Linked DNA regions of Mus musculus: region 1 is linked to region 2. Evidence: chromatin contacts called from public HiChIP or PLAC-seq data. All regions are on one chromosome and are shown on one strand. The core of a region is the stretch at or near the end of the contact, and the rest is flanking DNA. Distances in the headings are between cores, read along the strand shown.

What was found. HiChIP or PLAC-seq counts read pairs in DNA pulled down with a chosen protein or histone mark.
Region 1: an H3K27ac HiChIP or PLAC-seq map of embryonic stem cells shows a contact between it and region 2, with 14 read pairs. The contact joins the promoter of Platr26 here to the enhancer-like site in region 2. A contact is called at or near these places in 8 of 39 promoter capture datasets (the 3T3-L1 cell line, 3T3-L1-derived adipocytes, embryonic stem cells and 5 more), 10 of 484 Hi-C or Micro-C datasets (CD4 T cells, bone marrow-derived macrophages, conventional type 1 dendritic cells and 3 more), 5 of 115 datasets of contacts at active chromatin or transcription factors (embryonic stem cells and neural progenitor cells) and 1 of 9 other capture datasets (embryonic stem cells).

The regions. Positions count from the first base shown.
Region 1 is chr2:71,716,832-71,721,721 of GRCm38.p6, forward strand. Platr26 (pluripotency associated transcript 26) reads left to right here and starts at 2,586. Exons shown (of 4, transcript NR_037979.1): 1 at 2,586-2,677.
Region 2 is chr2:71,626,865-71,631,416 of GRCm38.p6, forward strand. No RefSeq gene overlaps it. Among named protein-coding and RNA genes, the nearest start is that of Gm36909, 27 kb to the right of the region's middle. Within about 2 kb of position 2,702, at least 83 of the 459 cell types and tissues checked have an H3K27ac peak or open chromatin away from gene starts, as enhancers often do. A contact at or near this core is called in embryonic stem cells, neural progenitor cells and neural stem cells, where this site is marked.

The DNA.
Region 1 (4,890 bases), core at 1,336-3,835, 90 kb after region 2:
CAGACTGGAATCCTTTGGGAGAGCAGCAGAAGGCTCTAAATCACTTGGTCATCTCTCCAGCCACCACAAGTCTTCATTCTTATACTTCCTATGCTATAGGCAGGCTTTGGCAGAATAAACACATTTTTAAAGGCATTCCAAAAAGTTCCCTCTCTAGGTAATGCCTAAAATTTCAATATTAGACCACCTGCTTTGGAGAACCATTCTTTTCTAAGCTTTTCTTCCAGATCCCTCTCAGGGAAGTTGTTGCGTCCTAACTATCCTAATGTGCCCAAGTCATTCGCTGTTTTTCTCTTCTAAGTAACAGGAGCAGAACACTTGCATCAGGAGTAAAGGAGGGATGACCACTCTGCTTGGAGCAAAGCACACACCCCACTGGCTTCTAAAGGGTCAGTGTCTGAAACCAGGTGACTCTCAGCTTCCTTCAAGCCAGAGGCTACACAGAGCTAGGTGAGGTTTCAGGTACAAAATATGAGGACTAACTCAGGTACAAAACACTGGTGAGTTTTACAGAACGAGCCTCAGGATAGAAAGTCAATGTTCAGTCTTCCATCAATAGATGAAGAATCATCTTGGGCCTAAGAATTAAATCTTATCTTGGTGTTCATGATGGCATTTGGGTTTCTAGTGAAGGATTCGTGTTCTTGCTGGGGGGAAGGGGGTAGTGTGCTCCCTGAATGTTACACTGGACCGAATTACCAGAAACTATGCTGCTTGCTTCCTTCCTTCCTTCCTTCCTTCCTTCCTTCCTTCCTTCCTTTCTTTCTTTCTTTCTTTTTAATTAATTAATTTATTTATTTATTTATTTATTTTTGAGATTTATTTCTTTTCAGTATAAATGATTGTGAGCCACCATATGGTTGCTGGGAATTGAACTCAGGACCTCAGGAAGAGCAGCAGCAGTCAGTGCTCTTAACTGCTGAGCCATCTTGCCAGCCCCATAGTTTTACTTTCTACATAAGTAAATCGGAGATCAGTGGCTCTAGGAACCCTTAGCCACATAAACAACAATACAACATCAATCACTCCAGGTTCATATTTTCCCAGTGGTGATTTTCCAACTATGTAGAGAAAGAACTAAAATTCCAATTCTAAGAATTCATATCTTAGTCCTGACGCTGACACCTCCCAGATTGTAGTAGGTTTGTTTATTAGTTTGGTTGTTTTCTACAGGAATCTCAGCAGATCAAAACAAAGGACTCATGCCCTGCAGCTAGATCTGATCAAGGCAGACTGGGCTGAGTCTTTCACCTGGGGGCCTGATAAGCAGATACAAGCCCTGCTCCAAGCCATTCTAACTTTCGAAGGTTTGAAGTGGAACTTCAGACCTGTCTTTTCTTTGGTTGGTTGGTTGGTTTTTTTGTTTTGTTTTGTTTTGTTTTGTTTTGTTTTGTTTTGTTTTCGAGACAGGGTTTCTCTGTATAGCCCTGGCTGTCCTGGAACTCACTTTGTAGACCAGGCTGGCCTCAGAAATCCGCCTGCCTCTGCCTCCCGAGTGCTGGGATTAAAGGCGTGCACCACCACACCCGGCTTCTGTCTTTTCTTTGTTAACCAGATAGATTTTTTTTTTTTTAATCTGTTGAAGTTTAGCTCTGGTTCTGCCTCCCAGTCCGATGCTCCCGGAAATAAGACTCAGACTTAAATTATATTTACAAATACCTTGGCCATATAGCTAGGCTCTACTCTGACTAGATCAAAACTAAAGATACCTATTTAACCTACACTCTGCCACATGGGTGGCTGTGGCTGGTTACCTGTGCTCTGGTACCCCTCCCGCCTCTATTTTCTGCCTAAGCCGTAGGCCATGGATTTTTTAATTGACAGGTGAGGTATCTTGTGTACCTTACACAAGATACTCTCTCCACAAAAATCTAATATTTTATTAATTCTTTGAGACTTGCATACATAATAGAATGTATTTTAGGTATATTCACCCCCATTCCTCTCAGATCTATCTTCATGTCTCCTCCTGTCTTCTCTCTCTCTCTTTTTTTTTATAACATACTGGGTTTTATTTATTTATTTATTTATTTATTTTTGCTGTAAAGAGACACAATGAGCATGTAAAGTTGCTTCATGAAGAAAAACCTTTAATTGGGGCTGGCTTACAGGTTCAGAGGTTTACTCTGTTATCATCATGGTGGGAAGCATGATGACAGACATGGTACTGGAGAAGGCTCTACATCTGGATCTGCAGGCAGCAGAGAGAGCGAGCCACCCGGTGAGGGTTGAGCTTCAAAGCCTGCGCCCAGTGACACACTTCCTCCGATGAGGCCACATCTACTCCAACAAGGCCACATCCCCTAATACTGCCACTCCCTATGAGCCTATAGGGCCCATTTTCATTCAAACTATCATGCCCATTCAGTTCCGTTTATTCTGTCCTTCCAGACATCCGTCTGGGTCATCCACTGCAGTTTGGTCAAACAAAGACCACACCCATAAGAAAACTGACTCCCCGGCCGTTAGCTCCTTAGCTAGGGGTCAGAGTTCATGAGCCCCTCCCACCTCTGCACCCAGCCTTGTCTTTAAAAAGCTCTGGCGTCTCTGATGTGGACCTCACTTTGGAAACACTGACAGAGAGCTTTCAGAGATGCAGTGACTCTGCCAGATGCTTCAGTGTCTCCCAGGAGGCAGGTTTTGCAGTGCATGGAGAGGAACCAGCTGGCAGAGAAAGGTGGGAATGCCATTCTGGGAAGAGAAGCCCAGTGCTGGGGCTCTGGTGACCATACTGTCTCTTCCTGTGACTCTTTGTGCATGTGTCTCAGGTGTTAACCACTCCAGCCCAGAGTGCCAAAGTTAAACAGCCTGGGCTTTGTGGAGAGCTGGGAAGCCGCCTCCTGTGTTCACAGTAGGTTTGGAACTTGACCATGCTTATCTACCGAACAAGGCAGGACCTGTGACTGGCTGCACAATTAGCCAAGATGTTACAGTGCTCCCACAAAAAGAGGTGACAGCAAGGCCAGCCAGGGTGTCATAGGAGAGCCCTGCCTGTGAATAATGAACCAGCGCCGGGCCTGAGCTTGGCAGCCTGTCTGTTAGCCTGTCTGTTAAGACACTGTGAGAGCCTGTTGGCAAAACCTGGCATTCTGGGACAAAAAGCTCAGCCAGAATGGCCTGCTACATTAGACAGGAGACAAAGAAACCTGGCCCAGGCTAGAGGCACTTGCCTTTAGACGAGGCAGTAACATTGCAAGAGACTGTGGTTTCAGCTGCAGTTAGAAGGGTCCCCAGGGTCCTGGAAACCTTGTTTTGTGATGAGACAAAGCTCTGGTGAACCAAAGCTGCCTCTCTGCCCCCCACCCCACCACTACCTGTGCATTAGCAGGAATCCTAGATTACCATGGAATTTAACAGGTACATGAACATGAAGCATGTGTACATGTTGAATAACCATGAGGAAATCTCTCAGGACACACAGAAGAATTACTTGTGTGTGTGTGTCTCAGTATGTGTGTCTGTGTAAGAATGTGTCATGAAGATGTGTGTGTGAGAAAGAGTGTGTGTGTGCGTGTGAATATATGTGAGTGTGTAAGTGTGTATATGTGTTCTGTGTGTGAATATATGTGAGTGTGTAGGTGTGTATATGTTTTGTGTGTATGTGGGTGTCTATGTGTCTATGAGGACGTGTGTGTGTGTGTGTGTGTGTGTGTATCTGTGTGAGTATGTATGTGTGTGTGTGAGCATGTCTCTGAGAGAGTATGTCTGTGTGTGAGTGTATATTACAAGTGTGTGTGTCTGTGTGAATGTGTATGAGTGTGTGCCTATGTTTCAGTATGTTTGTAAGTGTGTATCTTTATGTGTATGTAGGAGTATAAACGTGTATCTATGTGTGTGATGGTTTGTATATGCTTGACCCAGGGAGTGGCACTATTTGGAGGTATGGCCCTGTTGGAGTGGGTGTGGCCCTGTTGGAGTGGGCGTGGCCTTGTTGGAGTGGGTGTGTCACTGTGGGTATGGCCTTTAAGACCCTCATCCTAGCTGCTTGGAAGTCAGTATTCTGCTAGCAGCCTTCAGATGAAGATGTAGAACTCTCAGCTTTGCCTGCACCATGCCTGCCTGGATGCTGCCATGTTCCTGCCTTAATGATAGTGAACTGAACCTCTAAAACTGTAAGCCAGCCCCAATTAAATGTTGTCCTTATAAGAGATGCCTTGGTCATGGTGTCTATTCATAGCAATAAAACCCTTACAGTGAGTATGTGCATGCCTTTAATCCCAGCACTCAGGAGGCAGAGGCAGGTGGATTTCTGAGTTCGAGGCCAGCCTGATCTACAAAGTGAGTTCCAGGACAGCCAGGGCTATACAGAGAAACTCTGTCTCAAAACAAAACAAAACAAAACAAAACAAAACAAAACCAAAACAAAAAAATCCCCAAAACAAAAACAAAAAAAGGACAGTGAGTATGTATGAGTGTATTGAAAATGTGTGTAGCTGTGTTGTCTGTGTATGAGTATGTCTCTGTGTGTCTGTGTATATCTGTGAACATGTATATGAACAAGTGTATCTGTGTGTGTCTGTGTATCTGTGAGTATGTGTCTCTGTGTGTGACAGTATGTGAGTGTGTGTGTGTGTCTTAGAGTTTCAAATTGCTATGATGAAACACCATGATCAAAAGCAAGTCAGGAAAGAAAGGGTTTGTTTGGCTTAGGCTCATTATCATTAGTTCATCATCAAAGGAAGTCAGCACAAGAACTGAAATAGGGCAGGAAGCTGGAGGCAGGAGCTGATGCAGAAACCATGGAGAGATGCTGCTTACTGGTTTGCTATCATAGCTTGCTCCTCTTCCCCTCTTATAGACCTGAGGGCCTGATCCTCTCTCTCCTCTCCTCTCCCTCTCCCTCTCCCTCTCCCTCTCCCTCTCCCTCTCCCTCTCCCTCTCCCTCTCCCT
Region 2 (4,552 bases), core at 1,452-3,951:
CCACAATAGCTTTGCTGCAGCAGCCTGATAAGGACACATCTTTCGAAAGTCATTTTTCATCCTGTTCAATAGATGCCCTTGGTCTTAACTGATCCGAGTGCTTTTCTTGGGTAAATCAGTCCGAGTGGAGAGTTCCAAATCAAACCCTGTTCACATCCTTCGCGATCACCAGGCTGTACAAGTGAGCGTGTATGCATACTTTCAGACTAGAGGATTCTCTCTAAACGACCCCATTAGAAGGAGAAATGCAATCCTCTGGCAAACTCCTTGCTTTCTGTCCCTTTAGAAAAGGGATTTATTGGGAGACAAGGCTCATGTATCCAAACACCGCACCTCCATCCTGCCAGCCTAGCGGATCTGTGGCTTTATTTATAATGTATTTACACAGCCCAGCAGCCATTGAAGATGCCTGCTTAATGAAATGCTCGGCTTGTATTCGGATGGCACTATCGGGAGTCATTATGAGTAAATACGTGTTCAGATTTATTTTCCTTCCCCCAGAGGTCTCTCAAAGGTCCCTGAAGGTAAATATTTGCATGGTGCCCGGTTTGTATTTCCCCAGCCTAATGTGGTACTGAGGTAAGTAAGAAGCCTAGCCTCCTTCCAGCCAGCTTGTTAGCATGCACAGAGACACTTCCCTCTCTGCTGCCTGTGGCATTATGACTGCCAGGAGACAGACAGCACCCGGGCTGGGCCAGCAGCCACTTAACCAGCTTAATGCACCCTTGGGCTTGCTGCATCTGAGCGACTGTACGCTGCCTTGGCGTCGTCAACTTGCAACTGATGAAATAATGCTTGTTCAGGAAGTGCAGTCCGCTGTGGATCTGCACTGCTGTCCCAGTGTTGGGGAATGCGGGGGTGGTGGACATAATTCTCAAGAATCCTGAGAAACTAAAGTCTCTTGAATTCTCAGAGCACTTTTTAGGAAGTAGAGCAGAGCTCCCATTCATATCATCCGTTTTTCCTTCAGACTCTTAATTAATATTCCAAAATCAACCAGGGGTTGCTAAGTCCAGGGTTAATTTTTTTTGAGTGATTATCTTTATTTATTTATTTATTTATTTATTTATTTATTTATTTATTTTGGTTAAAAGTAAAGTGACAAAGAATTGTAAAGTGCTATTAATATATACATTTTCTTGAATTGCAAATTAGGAGATGAAACTTAAGGTTACTTCATAAAAAATACGATTGGTCAGGGGCTGGCAAGATAACTCAGCGGGTAAGAGCACTGACTGCTCTTCTGAAGGTCCTGAGTTCAAATCCCAGCAACCACATGGTGGCTCAAACCACCTATAAAGAGGTTTGATACCCTTTTCTGGTGTGTCTGAAGTCAGCTACAGTGTACTTATGTATAATAATAAATCTTTGGGCCGGAGCGAGTAGAGTTACCAGAGCGAGCGAGCAGAGATCCTAAAAATTTCAATTCCTAACAACCACATGAAGGCTCACAACCATCTGTACAGCGACAGTTTGCTCACACAAATAAATAATAAATAAATAAATCTTTTTTTTAAAGCTATGATTGGTCATTTTAGAACGTGTCATCATCAGCCTAAAATGGGATTAAGAAGAGGTCTTGAGAATCTATTTTATGGCTTCATAGTTGAGTGGAGCAAACACCTTAGAAATTGGTGTGTGAAAAAAATTTACATTTTTAACTTGGACTCCAATATAAGGTGGGTAGTATTGTAGTGTACAAAATGCTATCGGCTCTTGTCTGTAGATTTGAATTTGGCACACAAATACTAGGCTAGACTGTGATTACCTGTTTTGGGGATCTGGAAAAGAGTGTGGCAGTTTCGAATGCCATTTGTATAGGAATAGCAGCTAAGTACCTATGAATGGGCCTGGCTGCTGCGTGGGGGAAGATCCAACTGTTAGGGTTTTCAGGTCATTGTGGGAAACTCAGGATGGAAAGCCCCAGCGAACATTTTTTTTTTCTGCTCCTTGGGAAACTTACCGCCTCTGTAAGGGGTCATCCCCAAATGGGAAGAGGGGAGAGCAGAAGGCCAGTGAATTTTTTGAGAAACTGGCAGCCCAGCAGACATTCCGGCGCCAGCAGGACACCCCTGGAACTGAAGGTCTTTGTACCAGGAATAAAACAGTACTTCTTCCTTGAAGGAGAGAGAGTCCTGCCTCTTGGAAGCGGTTGGTGGGACCCGGGTGTGGAGATTTGGGGGAAGGGCCTGAGGACTAGAGAGTAGAGAGAGGAAATCGAGTTTTCCAGGGCCAAACAAGCACATAGGAGTTGGAAGCTGACAGTGAAAAACTTTACAGTGACACTGGCAGACGCTTTAGTTAGGAACTCACTGAAAGGGTTGCATTCTTCTGCCTTAGGGTAGGTGATGGAATGAAAGCATTCCCTGGAGGAAGTCTGGACCACCCCTAGACTGCGGAATTGATGGGTTCACTTAGATCCTACAGGGAAGATCCGCAGTAGGCATCTGGGCCACACATTTTACATAACGTCTGCACGAATATCCGTCCTCCAAACTCCAACGCAGTAGGCTTCCCAAGCAACTCCATGGATTCTGTTTTCAGGGATAAAGGAATGAGAAGGATGCTCCCAGAGGAGAGGTATGGAGCTGTTTCGAGGAAGGCGGGGAGCCAGGTCGCGTTGTCTGGTGCAAGGCAGCCGGGCGTGGAGTGTGGCCAGCGGTGGGCAGCTGTGCAGCGAGGGCTCGGCAGCGTTGTCAGGAGTGGGCGTCGCGGGGAGAGCCGCGCTCTAGGACAGCTGGCGCCGCCGTAGCAGCGCTGAGAACGCTGACAGGTTCTGCAAATAACAGCTGCGGAACAATCTTTCTGTTTGGACAACGTGGGAAGGACCATTGTTCACAAATTGGTCTCTTCAATAACACCTGCGTGCACAGTTAATAATCTGTTGTCGGTCTCCCCCGGCTTTCAAAGACAAAAGACAGCAGCAGAGGGAGGAGCGAGAGGTGACTGGAGAAAGCAGAGCAACTTGGAAACCTGGCAGGGTGCAAGTAAGGACTCAGGGTCCTGTTCCCGGATCCACCTCGGTTGTTCGCAGCGGGTCAGCTTTCATTCGCCTCTACGGCTTTTATCCTTGCTGGCCACCAACATCGCAGCGGCAAGCATCATTTCCTATGCAGTTGCTAAGCACCCTTCCTTGCAAGTCAGCGGTCAATACTGCTAGAGTGGCCCCAGGATAGGAAAGGTCACACGTGTGTAAGTAAATCGAAAGGTTTATGAGACGCAGGTGGCTCATACTCCTGAGAGCGCAGGATTAGCATGTCAAAGTCAAAATGGAACAGAGATATGTGAGCCCCGCCTCCTGTGTGCACAATGCTTTGCAAATTTAGGATGGTATTCTTCCTTGCACTCTCCCATTCAAGCTCCAATCACGATAGCATGGAGTCGCCCAGAATACAAGCTGCATCCTAACAGAGGAGGAACAAAGTGACCAAGTGGGGACTTGGCTCTTGTGTTTGCTGGCTTACATCCTGTGTCATGTTGCCTTCCCTACACTACTTTGTACAAAGTGTTGAGTTATTTGCATTTTATTTTGGCCTTTTTCCTGCCTTTCCTACCAGGCCTAAAATTAGGTAATAAGCTCATGGAGACATGGGACTGTATCTTTCCCATCTTTTCTGTACTGTCCAATGTGGTTACCTGGTCACAGTGATCAATAGGGTCCAAGTTCTGTTCCCAGCCCTGATAGCAGCTGGCTGCCTGTAACTCTGGCTGCAAGGGGTCTTATGCCTCTCGGGCACATGCACTCACGTACACATATGAAAACACAAATTTGAATAAAATAAATATTTTTAAAATATGAAATGAAGGCAATTGTATGCTAGCCATAACTACTGAATACCTCCCCCCCCCCCCCCCCGTATGGTAGTGCATACCTTTAGTCTCAGCACTGGGGAGGTAGAGAGGCAGGCAGATCTCTGTGAGTTCAAGGCCAGCCCAGTCTACAAAGTGAGTTTCAGGACATCCAGAGCTAGATAAAGAGGCCCAGTCTCAAACAAAGCAAAAGAAAAGAAAAGAAAAGAAAAGAGGAGAGGAGAGGAGAGGAAAGGAGAGGAGAGGAGAGGGGAAAAAAAGAACATTCTTGGGAGGCAGAGACAGGTGGATCTGTGTGAGATGGAGGCCAGCCTGGTCTTTAGAGCAAATTCCAGGACAACCAGGGCTACACAGAGAAACCTTATCTCAAAAACTAAACAAAACCCAAAATATGTATGTGTAAAATAGACTTAACGAATCACATAACATGCATATAACATATGCAAATAAAATTATTAAAACATCATTTTACATAAAAATCTGAGATATATAGAGAGAGTTAAATCTAGTGAATTTGGTGTTTGACTCCAACATTAAAAACTACAAAATACTGCTGGGAGTAATAGATTATATGCTCATGGGTTAGAAAAACTTGATTTCATTGGACGATATTTCTCTGGATGGAGAGATGCGCCCATGATTAAGAACACTTGTTGATCTTGCAGAGGACCCACAGGATGACTCACATCTGTAATTTCAGTTCTAGGGGTTATAATACCCTCCTCTCCTGAACTCCATGGAC